3 separate regions of the Mus musculus genome follow, and all the other regions are linked to region 1. The links are chromatin contacts, called in public promoter capture Hi-C maps. All regions are on one chromosome and are shown on one strand. The core of a region is the stretch at or near the end of the contact, and the rest is flanking DNA. Distances in the headings are between cores, read along the strand shown. Region 1 holds the start of Optn (optineurin). Region 2 holds the start of Echdc3 (enoyl Coenzyme A hydratase domain containing 3). Region 3 holds the start of Usp6nl (USP6 N-terminal like).

The links. Promoter capture Hi-C pulls out the DNA fragments that hold promoters and counts their contacts. Capture Hi-C pulls out chosen DNA fragments and counts their contacts.
Region 2: a contact with region 1 is called in a promoter capture Hi-C map of liver, with 2.6 times the contacts expected there. The contact joins the promoter of Echdc3 here to the promoter of Optn in region 1. A contact is called at or near these places in 1 of 39 promoter capture datasets (the 3T3-L1 cell line), 1 of 484 Hi-C or Micro-C datasets (the HPC-7 cell line) and 1 of 9 other capture datasets (liver).
Region 3: a promoter capture Hi-C map of pre-B cells shows a contact between it and region 1, with 2.9 times the contacts expected there. The contact joins the promoter of Usp6nl here to the promoter of Optn in region 1. A contact is called at or near these places in 2 of 39 promoter capture datasets (3T3-L1-derived adipocytes and pre-B cells) and 1 of 115 datasets of contacts at active chromatin or transcription factors (pancreatic cancer cells).

Annotation. Positions count from the first base shown.
Region 1 is chr2:5,062,700-5,065,636 of GRCm38.p6, reverse strand. Optn (optineurin) reads left to right here and starts at 1,520. Exons shown (of 14, transcript NM_001356487.1): 1 at 1,520-1,730.
Region 2 is chr2:6,211,684-6,214,453 of GRCm38.p6, reverse strand. Echdc3 (enoyl Coenzyme A hydratase domain containing 3) reads left to right here and starts at 1,460. Exons shown (of 5, transcript NM_024208.4): 1 at 1,460-1,663. The coding sequence starts at 1,494. All of the region lies in intron 1 of A230108P19Rik (RIKEN cDNA A230108P19 gene), which reads right to left.
Region 3 is chr2:6,321,447-6,324,298 of GRCm38.p6, reverse strand. It overlaps Usp6nl (USP6 N-terminal like), which reads right to left and starts at 1,542. Exons shown (of 15, transcript NM_001080548.1): 1 at 1,345-1,542. A230108P19Rik (RIKEN cDNA A230108P19 gene) reads right to left here. Exons shown (of 7, transcript NR_040333.1): 7 at 2,688-2,852.

The DNA of each region.
Region 1 (2,937 bases), core at 271-2,770:
TTGATCACTAATTGAGAAAATGCCTTACAATTGCATCTCATGGAGGCATTTCCTCAACTGAAGCTCCTTTCTCTGTGATAACTCCAGCTGTGTCAAGTTGACACAACACTAGCCAGTACACCTACATAGCTCCCCATCTAGCTGTTTATACCTACCTGTTAAAAATACATTTTTATGGGCTGGAGAGATGGCTCAGACGTTAAGAGCACCGTCTGCTCTTCCGAAGGTCCTGAGTTCAAATTCCAGCAACCACATGGTGGTTTACAACCATCCGTGATGAGATCTGATGCCCTCTTCTGGGGTGTCTGAAGAATGCTACATTGTACTTACATATAATAAATAAATAAATAAATCTTTTAAAAATACATTTTTATAATAAGCCATTAAACATAACTGTTTCCTTGAGTTCTGTGAGCTGCATGGCAAATTAGTAAAGCCCAACAAGGACATTCTGTAAACCCCAATGTACAGCAGGCTAGTGGGTCAGAGGCTCGGGAAAAACAGCCTGGGGCTTCCCGTTGGCATTGGAAGGCTCAGACAGATCTGCAGGGTGGCATTCTTACCTGTGGGACCTGCCACCACATTCAGGGACATGGTGTCAGAACTCAGTAGAATGAAAGGACATTGGCCAATATGCCCTGCAAATACAACTAGGTGGTGGTCGAGAGGCATGACAAGGGTTCACAGAAGTCTTCTGTGTTAGTTGTGGAGACTATCATAAAAATTACAAGTCCCCATCCCCCCCACCCCGCTCCCCAACACAGCTTTTCAAACCTTCTCTGTCCAGCTTTAGGGTTAACATTTGAGACCAAGTCTTGGAACGGACAGCAGGTGATCCGGTCTATGCAATTAGGTGAGCTGAGTTGAGCTGTCTCTTACTGTGTTGGTGAGGATCCCGACCTCTCCTTCCAACCTGTGTGCAGGTGCACATGCAGTCACAACCATGTGTTCCTTATCTCTCCTTTCATCAGTAATCAAAATTCTTCCCTGGTTATGACATCTCTTTGACCTTGAGCACAAAACCTAATCTCATGCTATCTTCTGAGCCACCCAGGAGCTAGCCAGAGTTTCTACCTAGTTACCTTTCACTGGGGTCTGGTTGTCAAGGTAACGCTTTGCCTGGAGCTCACCCTTCCGATCAAATGCCATCTGTGTCCTGTGATGCCACCTTGCTGATGCCCAGGGGCTGGGAATGCAAACTAGAAGGTTTCTCTACTATTTTCTAGCTTTGCATTCTAGTCTAAGTAGAGGCATCCTCGGCACAGTTAAGACTGCTGAGTGTAATCCGAATCAATCCATCAATCTCACCTGCCTGGGCCATCTGATGCAGCTATATGTTAATGGATCTGGGAGAACAAGAGCTCAAACACATTTTGCATTGTCTTTCTTTTCTTCTTTGGTTTTTAATTAAAGCCTCCAAGAGAGGCTCTATCCCTAACGAACCGCGGAGACAGACCCTGGGGCTCAGGAAGAGCTACAGAGGGGCGGAGCGTTGGGCGTGGCTTTCAGGGGCGTGACCGAGTGGGCGTGGTCTGGGAAATTTCTTGGCTAGGGCGGGAGCGGGCGCTGCGGTCAGCTGAGCGGCGCCTGGCGGGTCGCGAGGCCGCGCGTCACCGTCCAGCTGCCCGGTCGCCGCCCCCCGGCTGGTCCCTGGCGGGCGTCGGCATCCAGAGCTTTGGGACAAAATACCAACGAAGCAGTGACCTAAGAGGAGAGGATCCCTGTGGCCGGTGAGCCGGGCCGGGGGGTGGCGGGCGCTGACTGAGCGCGGCGACTCTCCCCAGCGGACTCCATCCTGGCAGCGGTTCTCGCTGTCGCCGTCTTCCGGAGCCTGCCGCGGGAAGGGTGACGAAGCTGGGGCGGCCCTCCTGTAGGACGGCTGTCCTGAGAAGGCTTCCGAGGCCCAGGCAGACCCTGCCCTGGTGTGACAGGGCGGCGGGGATGGAGGTGGGGGTGGGGAGTGACGGCCACCCCAGAGGACACCCCTCTTTCCCCGGGATAGTAAAACAGTCTCGGCTGGCCGCAGGTGACTTCCAGTTCAAGTCATCGAGGTGGTTTGAAGGTGACGTCCCAGGTTGAGAGTGATTGAGCAAGCAGTCAGTTCATTTTAAGGAGGAAGTGGTTAAGGTACTGTCGCAAGGAATGAAGGTAGTTTGAATGAGGTCGCCCAGGAACAGTGAAGAATAGAGAGACCCCTTGCCAAAGTAACAGGCTTACAGAAGGGTACATTAACTGTTGTGTCTATCTGGGAGAGAGTGCTATATCCATGCATGTATATACACTCTTGGCAGTGGGGGGTCACAGAAAGAGACGGAGGCGGGTGGCGGGGGGAATGTGAGATAATAAGAATGAATTTTTAAAAGCTGGGAAATTTGAAGGAGTTGTTTTTACCACGGGCAATGTGTAAATTGGAGGCAGTAAGCAAGCCTCAGAGGGAAATGAAACCCAGCACCTGGTCTAGCCTGCAGGGTCAGGACTCCTGTGTAGGAATGAATGTATGCCTGAAGTATTTAAGGTTGAAACGGCCAATCTTATGGAAAACCTCAAGAAAATCACATAAGGCAGGCAGTATTGGATCACTTACGCTTTCAGAACTGAATCCAAAGCTGCCCTTTGACCCAAAGCAGCCACTTTGCTCTTTTGACTTAGGGAGCGAAGTTAGGAGCCTATCGCCCATCGCCCCAGGCTGATAATGGGGTAGATCCGAACAGAGCAGAGGCCACTACCAGAGACTGCCTTGGACTTGATTGGACGAGGGAAGTTTCCACTGTGGATCGCGTGTGTATTTGATCTGTTTATAGTGAGCCGGTTTGAGCAGTACTTTATGTAGTGTGTAACACCATGAAAGTAGCTACAGTTTTTACAACCGGCCTGTAAATTGTGTGGGGGAGGAGAGAAAGAGCGAGCGAGAGAGAGAGAGAGAGAGAGAGAGAGAGA
Region 2 (2,770 bases), core at 211-2,710, 1.1 Mb before region 1:
AGCCTTCCATCCCTACGAGTCAAGCTTTAAAAACCCAGAGGTCAAGAATTGCAACCCTCTAACCAGCTGGATTCTTCTGGATTCTGGGTTTCTTCACAGAAACAAAGAATAATCTAGCTTTTTAGATAGAACAACAGTCAAGGAAATGGAGGGGTGAAGGGTAGTGGGAGAGTCTTCAATGATATTTTGAAATATCACCTTATACACTGTTTTGTCCTGTTATAAAGCTGAGGATGACAGCTTCGCAGTGGGCAGTGACGGTATATGCTTTTAATCCCGGCACTCACGAGGCAGAGGCAAGTGGATCTCTGTGGGTTTGAGGCTACCCAAGTTCCAGGACAGCCAAGACTACATAGAGAAACCCCGTTTCAAAACAAAAGGAAAAAACAAGCCCCTTGTGTGACTTTTTCTAGGATGACATCCACAGAGCAAAGAAACGATTCTACCCAAGGCTAGCTTAGGGAACCGGTAAGTCTACTGGGGTTACCTCTGTAGGTAGGGGTGAGGAGCTACTTGCAGGAGCACAAAAGACTCAAAGGCAGCTGCATGGATTAAAATCCCACAGCAGCACACATAAGACTCACAGAGGCTGCATCCCTGATGCCCCTTCAATGCCTTGCAGGTTGGTCATCTTATAGGACACCCTTGTAAATCTTTTTACTTTCTGAGATTTAATGAATGTATTGTATATACTGTATATCTTGTATATACTGTTATCCTTGCAGAACCCATTGGGAAAGAGTTCGGGCTCCTGGGATGGCACCTCCCTCTAGAAGCAACAAGATCTTAAGAGCTAAGATTATTTATTCTGTGTCTCCCACAAATACCCACATTTGCAAGAATTACCACACCGCAAGGATTTACTTAAAAGCCTTTCACTGTAGGATATGCCTCTCATCTAGCCACTGGGATCCTGAAACGGATTCCAGGCTTCCCCTGGGCGAATGTGGAAAGCCCAAGCTATAAATACCGGTCTCCCGCGTCTGCACGGGAAGATGCAAAACATTCAAAGTTATAGTAGGCTAAACACTCCTTGTGATCCAGGATCACCCACAAGGCATAGGAGAGTTTCCTGTGGGAGGCGTGGGCGCAGCAATGTGGTACATAGCTCCTGCCACTCATCACCGGATGACACTCATTTCACAACATCCGGCACATTCCTGGTGTCGCTACACAAAGAAACGAGCCAACCCAGTTCTCCCCTCCCTTAAACTCCTTCACAGCCTGACTAAATCAAACAAATCACTGGCTCTGGCAAATGAGTTTCATTCTGTGACCTACACCCAGGGCAGGGCCCCGAGCCCCTCCACCCCACCCGCCCCGCTCCACTAGTTTCGCAGCCCGGGTTTGGGGGCGTGGCTCCAGGAGAAGGACACCGGGGCAGGGCTTTGGGGGTGGGGCCCTGAAGGCGGGGCTCTGAGTGACCAGGTCTAAAAGGGAAAAACCCGAGGCCTAGGCTGCTTGCACAGTCAACCTTGCTTTTCTTGGCTGCAATGGCTGTGGTCGCAGGCCTTCGGGCCTTTGGGGTGAAGTGGCCCAGCTGGCTCAGGCGCAACCCATGGGCCCCTCTCTCCGCCGGCTTCTGCAGCCCAGGGTCAGCAGGACCTGCGGGGTCGGAGTCAGAGCCAAGGCTCACCAGCACGCGACAGCAGGACGGAATCAGGTCAGCCTGCAGGCAGTGCCAGGGCTCTCCCTGGAGTTGGGAGCCAGGACTCGGGATCAACAGGCCTTGCCGCCACTAATCCTGAGTTATTTGTCACTGTTCTTTTCGATTTCATCTCGAAAAGATGACATCTTTGGTGGAGGAATCCTTGCATACTGAGTTTACAGGTGTCCCTTCCCTGTGCACACTAATACGAGGCACATGTGAGGGTTGTAAGTGAAAACTTCCTGGTGGCCCCCTAACACGGCTACCGTGCCCAGTTGCCCAGTCGTTTCTGAACATTTCTGCTGGCATGAGCACACATCTATCGCAACAGCCGTTGCCATGACCTCCAAGAAAGCCTATCACAAAAGATCCATGCCCTTACAAACAAAATCAGCAGGCTCCAGGGTTAAGGGCATGCTGAAATGCAGGGTGGGGGAGGTCAATAAGTAAGGATACAGGGCACATGCCCTGATCTCTGCCCCCTTGTGCCACAAACCTAAAAGCCTTAAAGTTTTGTTTGAATCCGTGCACAACCTGGATGTAATGAAGACCCTTTTCAGGCCTGGGCAGCACAAGGCTGTGAAGAGCTACGTTTCCTTGTTTAAGAGCTACAGGTGGAGCTGTTTAAGTGATATGCCCCCTACTCCAGTAAATAGCTCTTCTTAACCCTAGAAGATCATGTTTCACTTTTTAATCCTCACCCAAACTTTTATGTGGTCCTCCAAAAGAATGGAGAGCCAACCTCTGGCCTTTGGCTCTCCCCACACCTCCCCTTCACCCTCAGACCTCTCTATTACTACAGCCTTTAAGGAGCTTAGCACACAGGTCTGCGGATACCCATCCAAGGTGCCCATATTCTGTCTGTCCCCTAACTCCCTACAGACAACCATGGGTGGCCACCACAGGGGCTAAGCATTGGTGGGGCTCAGTAACTAAAGAGCAATCCCATTTCCTGTGGACTCCTTGGCCATCAACAGAGATAGAAACACTCCCAAAGAGAGCCTTAGGGGGCTCTGAAATGTAGAGCCTTCCTTTCTGATTTTTTTTTTTTTTTTGAGACAGGGTTTCTCTGTGTAGCCCTGGCTGTCCTAGAACTCTCTCTATAGACCAGGCTAGCCTTGA
Region 3 (2,852 bases), core at 293-2,792, 1.3 Mb before region 1:
TAATTTAAAACTCTGCCCTAGTTCCCACCACCACCGAGAAAACTTCCAGAGATTCAGTATGGGAGGGAATTGGTCACGAGTCATCTCAATCAACCGTACCGCGAAACTTTTCTGAGCTATGAAACAACTTGTCTCATAGATCTAATTACATAGGAATGGAAGAAGGGAAGGAAGGAAGGAAGGAAGGAAGGAAGGAAGGAAGGAAGGAAAGAAGGAAGGAAGGATCCACGACTAAACTGTTCCAGCAAGAATACTTTGAACACTGTCCCTACAACTTTTTCCATTCGTGTCGCAGTACTGCCCCAATTCACCGAGCCTTTCCATAAGGCACAACGCATATTAGTCTCCTTAAAAAGCATCTGGGGTAGGAGGAATGAGTGAACAGAAGAATCTACTAACGCAGCTTTATTCGAAAATGCCGTGATGTTAGCTAACACCTTGTACGCTAATTTTAAAAATAAAATTCAAAATATCTGTGGATAGCTGGAGAAATGGCTGGGCGGTTAAGAGCACTGACTGCTCTTCCGGAGGTCCTGAGTTCAAATTCCAACAACCACATTGGTGGCTCACAACCATCCGTACAGCTACAGTGTACGCATATAGATAAAATAAATAAATCTTTAAAAAAAAAAAAAGTATCTGTCGATTATACGGAGTGTGCCTAAAGAAGAGCCCAGAGATCTCGATGCTCAACATATATGAACGTCCCACCATGGAGTAAGACTTCTCTCATTCTCTGCATTAAAACACCTGCGAGCCACCGTGCTCATCCCCTATAGAAACGCCGCGCTCCCGGAGCCCCAAACTAGCCAGCAAAACTTTGCCGGGGCGCACGGATTTCCAGCTCCCTCCCGCCCGCCCATCCTCCCCGGGGCTGCTCCAAAGTTCTTGCGGCATCCCAGGCAATCGTCTCAGCGAACGAAGTTTGCCTGGGTCCTGCCCACTCGCGCTCCCGCAGGACGCAACTGAAACTTGCAAGGGAGACACGTCTCCCCGGGGACCGAAACTTGCACGCGGGGTGGGGGAGGAAGGCGGCCGGAGCGTTCCGCCTCCCCGGGGGTCTGCACGCAGCGCCGAGCCCTCTCGGCCCCCCGCCCGGCCGCTCCCGCGCGCGCGCCCGCCCGCCTGTCAATCACACCGCAGACCACCACCCCCACGCGCGAGCAACACGGCGCGCGGGGTCCACGGGAGCCGGCTCGGGCCAGGCCGCGCCGCCGCAGCGTGCCCTCTGCCCGGGGCCGGGAATGGCGGCGACCGGCTGCCCGGAGCCAGTTCCGACCTGGCCCCCTCGCCTTTAGACCCCGCCAGCCCCTGTAGCAGCGGCTGAAGAGAAAAGGAAGTTACCTCCAAGCGGTCCCGGCGGCGGCGGCGGCGGCCAGTCGCGGGAGGCCGAGAGGTCCGGCGCGGCGGCGGCGGCGGCTACCGCAGTGCCCTCCGCCCCATTGTTTCCCTTCCAGGAGGCTCCCGGCAAAGCCGAGCCCGGGAACCAGGAAGTTCCCCGGCGCGACACCTCCAGCCGCCGCCGCTATGGAAACGGCCCCCGCCTTCCCCAGGGCGGCTCTCCCGGGACCCCGCCTCCGCGCCGCCGGCCCCGCCCGCCTCACCGGCCGCCAACAGTCGCCGTTGCGGCCGCGGCCGCCGCCATCTTGGCGCGGGCGGACAGCCCCTGCCTTCCCGGCGGCACGTGCGCTGTTCCCGCGCTCCCGCCGGGCGCGCGCTCGATGGGCTGCGGGCGGAGGCCGACGGCCCGAGCCCCTCTGCATGAAGAGGGGGTCCGCCGACCCGGCGGCGCCCAGCGATCGCTCCAGAGCTACTCACGGGCTGGGACCAGTGCTGTGTCTGACACCTGAGGGCAGCCGGCAGAGCACGGCGCCTTTCGCGGATGAGGCCCGTCCGCTCGCCAGCCTTCAGACGTTGCCTACTGCACTTGGGTTTTTCTTGGACTCGGTATCCTCACCCGTGAAGTGAGAGGGAAACTGTACCTGCTTCGTGGAGTTGTTCCCCGCGCAAACAAATGCTTGGTAGTGTGTGCACAGTGAATCTGTCAACAGAGTGGCTCTGTTACTGACACAAGGTCACACAGTCAATTTCCAGGCATTTATGCCAAGAGTTCAGATCAGCACAACTTTAAGTAGGCTACTGTGTGCAAGCCTTTTGCTGCCTAAACAGTGTTCATTCCCTGGCCCATCTTTCTTTAGGTCAGCTTTTTCTGTGTCAAGAGTTTTAATCCCCACGGTCTTCCATTAAGAACTGATGTAAAAAGGGGATGATGTAAACTTCCCAACACTGTAATTTGCTGACGGTTAAATGATTTATTCACTAGAAGCAGCAAAGGTTTGGGTGTGCGAGTAGCTAAAAGGCTTCTGTCCTTGTTTCCAGGAACTAGAATTACTATAGCTGGCAACTGTGCACTGCGTTTACTCTTTCCCAGGCTGGTGAAACCTGACACTCACTGCAAACTGTGTTCCTTGAGGAATTGAGGAGAGGCAGAGTCCTGGCCCTTCCTGGGCTTGCAGACTTTAACACCTGTGACTCCTTGGGTCTTAGATGGCCTCTGAGGCCACTTCTGACTCTCAAATGCTGATTAACCAGTGAAACCCAGGGCCTTTTGGACAGACAGACAGACAGGCGCGCGCGCATCCCTTCATTCAGGTCTCCATTTAAACCAGGTTTGGAAACACTACTTTGGGTTTTGTTTTGTTTATTGATTTGTTTATTCTGGTATGTACAAATGGCACAGTTGGTTTGGTGAAAATCAGGTCAAAAGTTGGATGGTCATGGGAATTTTTTCAACACTCAAATATAAGGAATAGAATTCCAAAATTAGCAAGTCACCAAAGAGCTCTCCATTT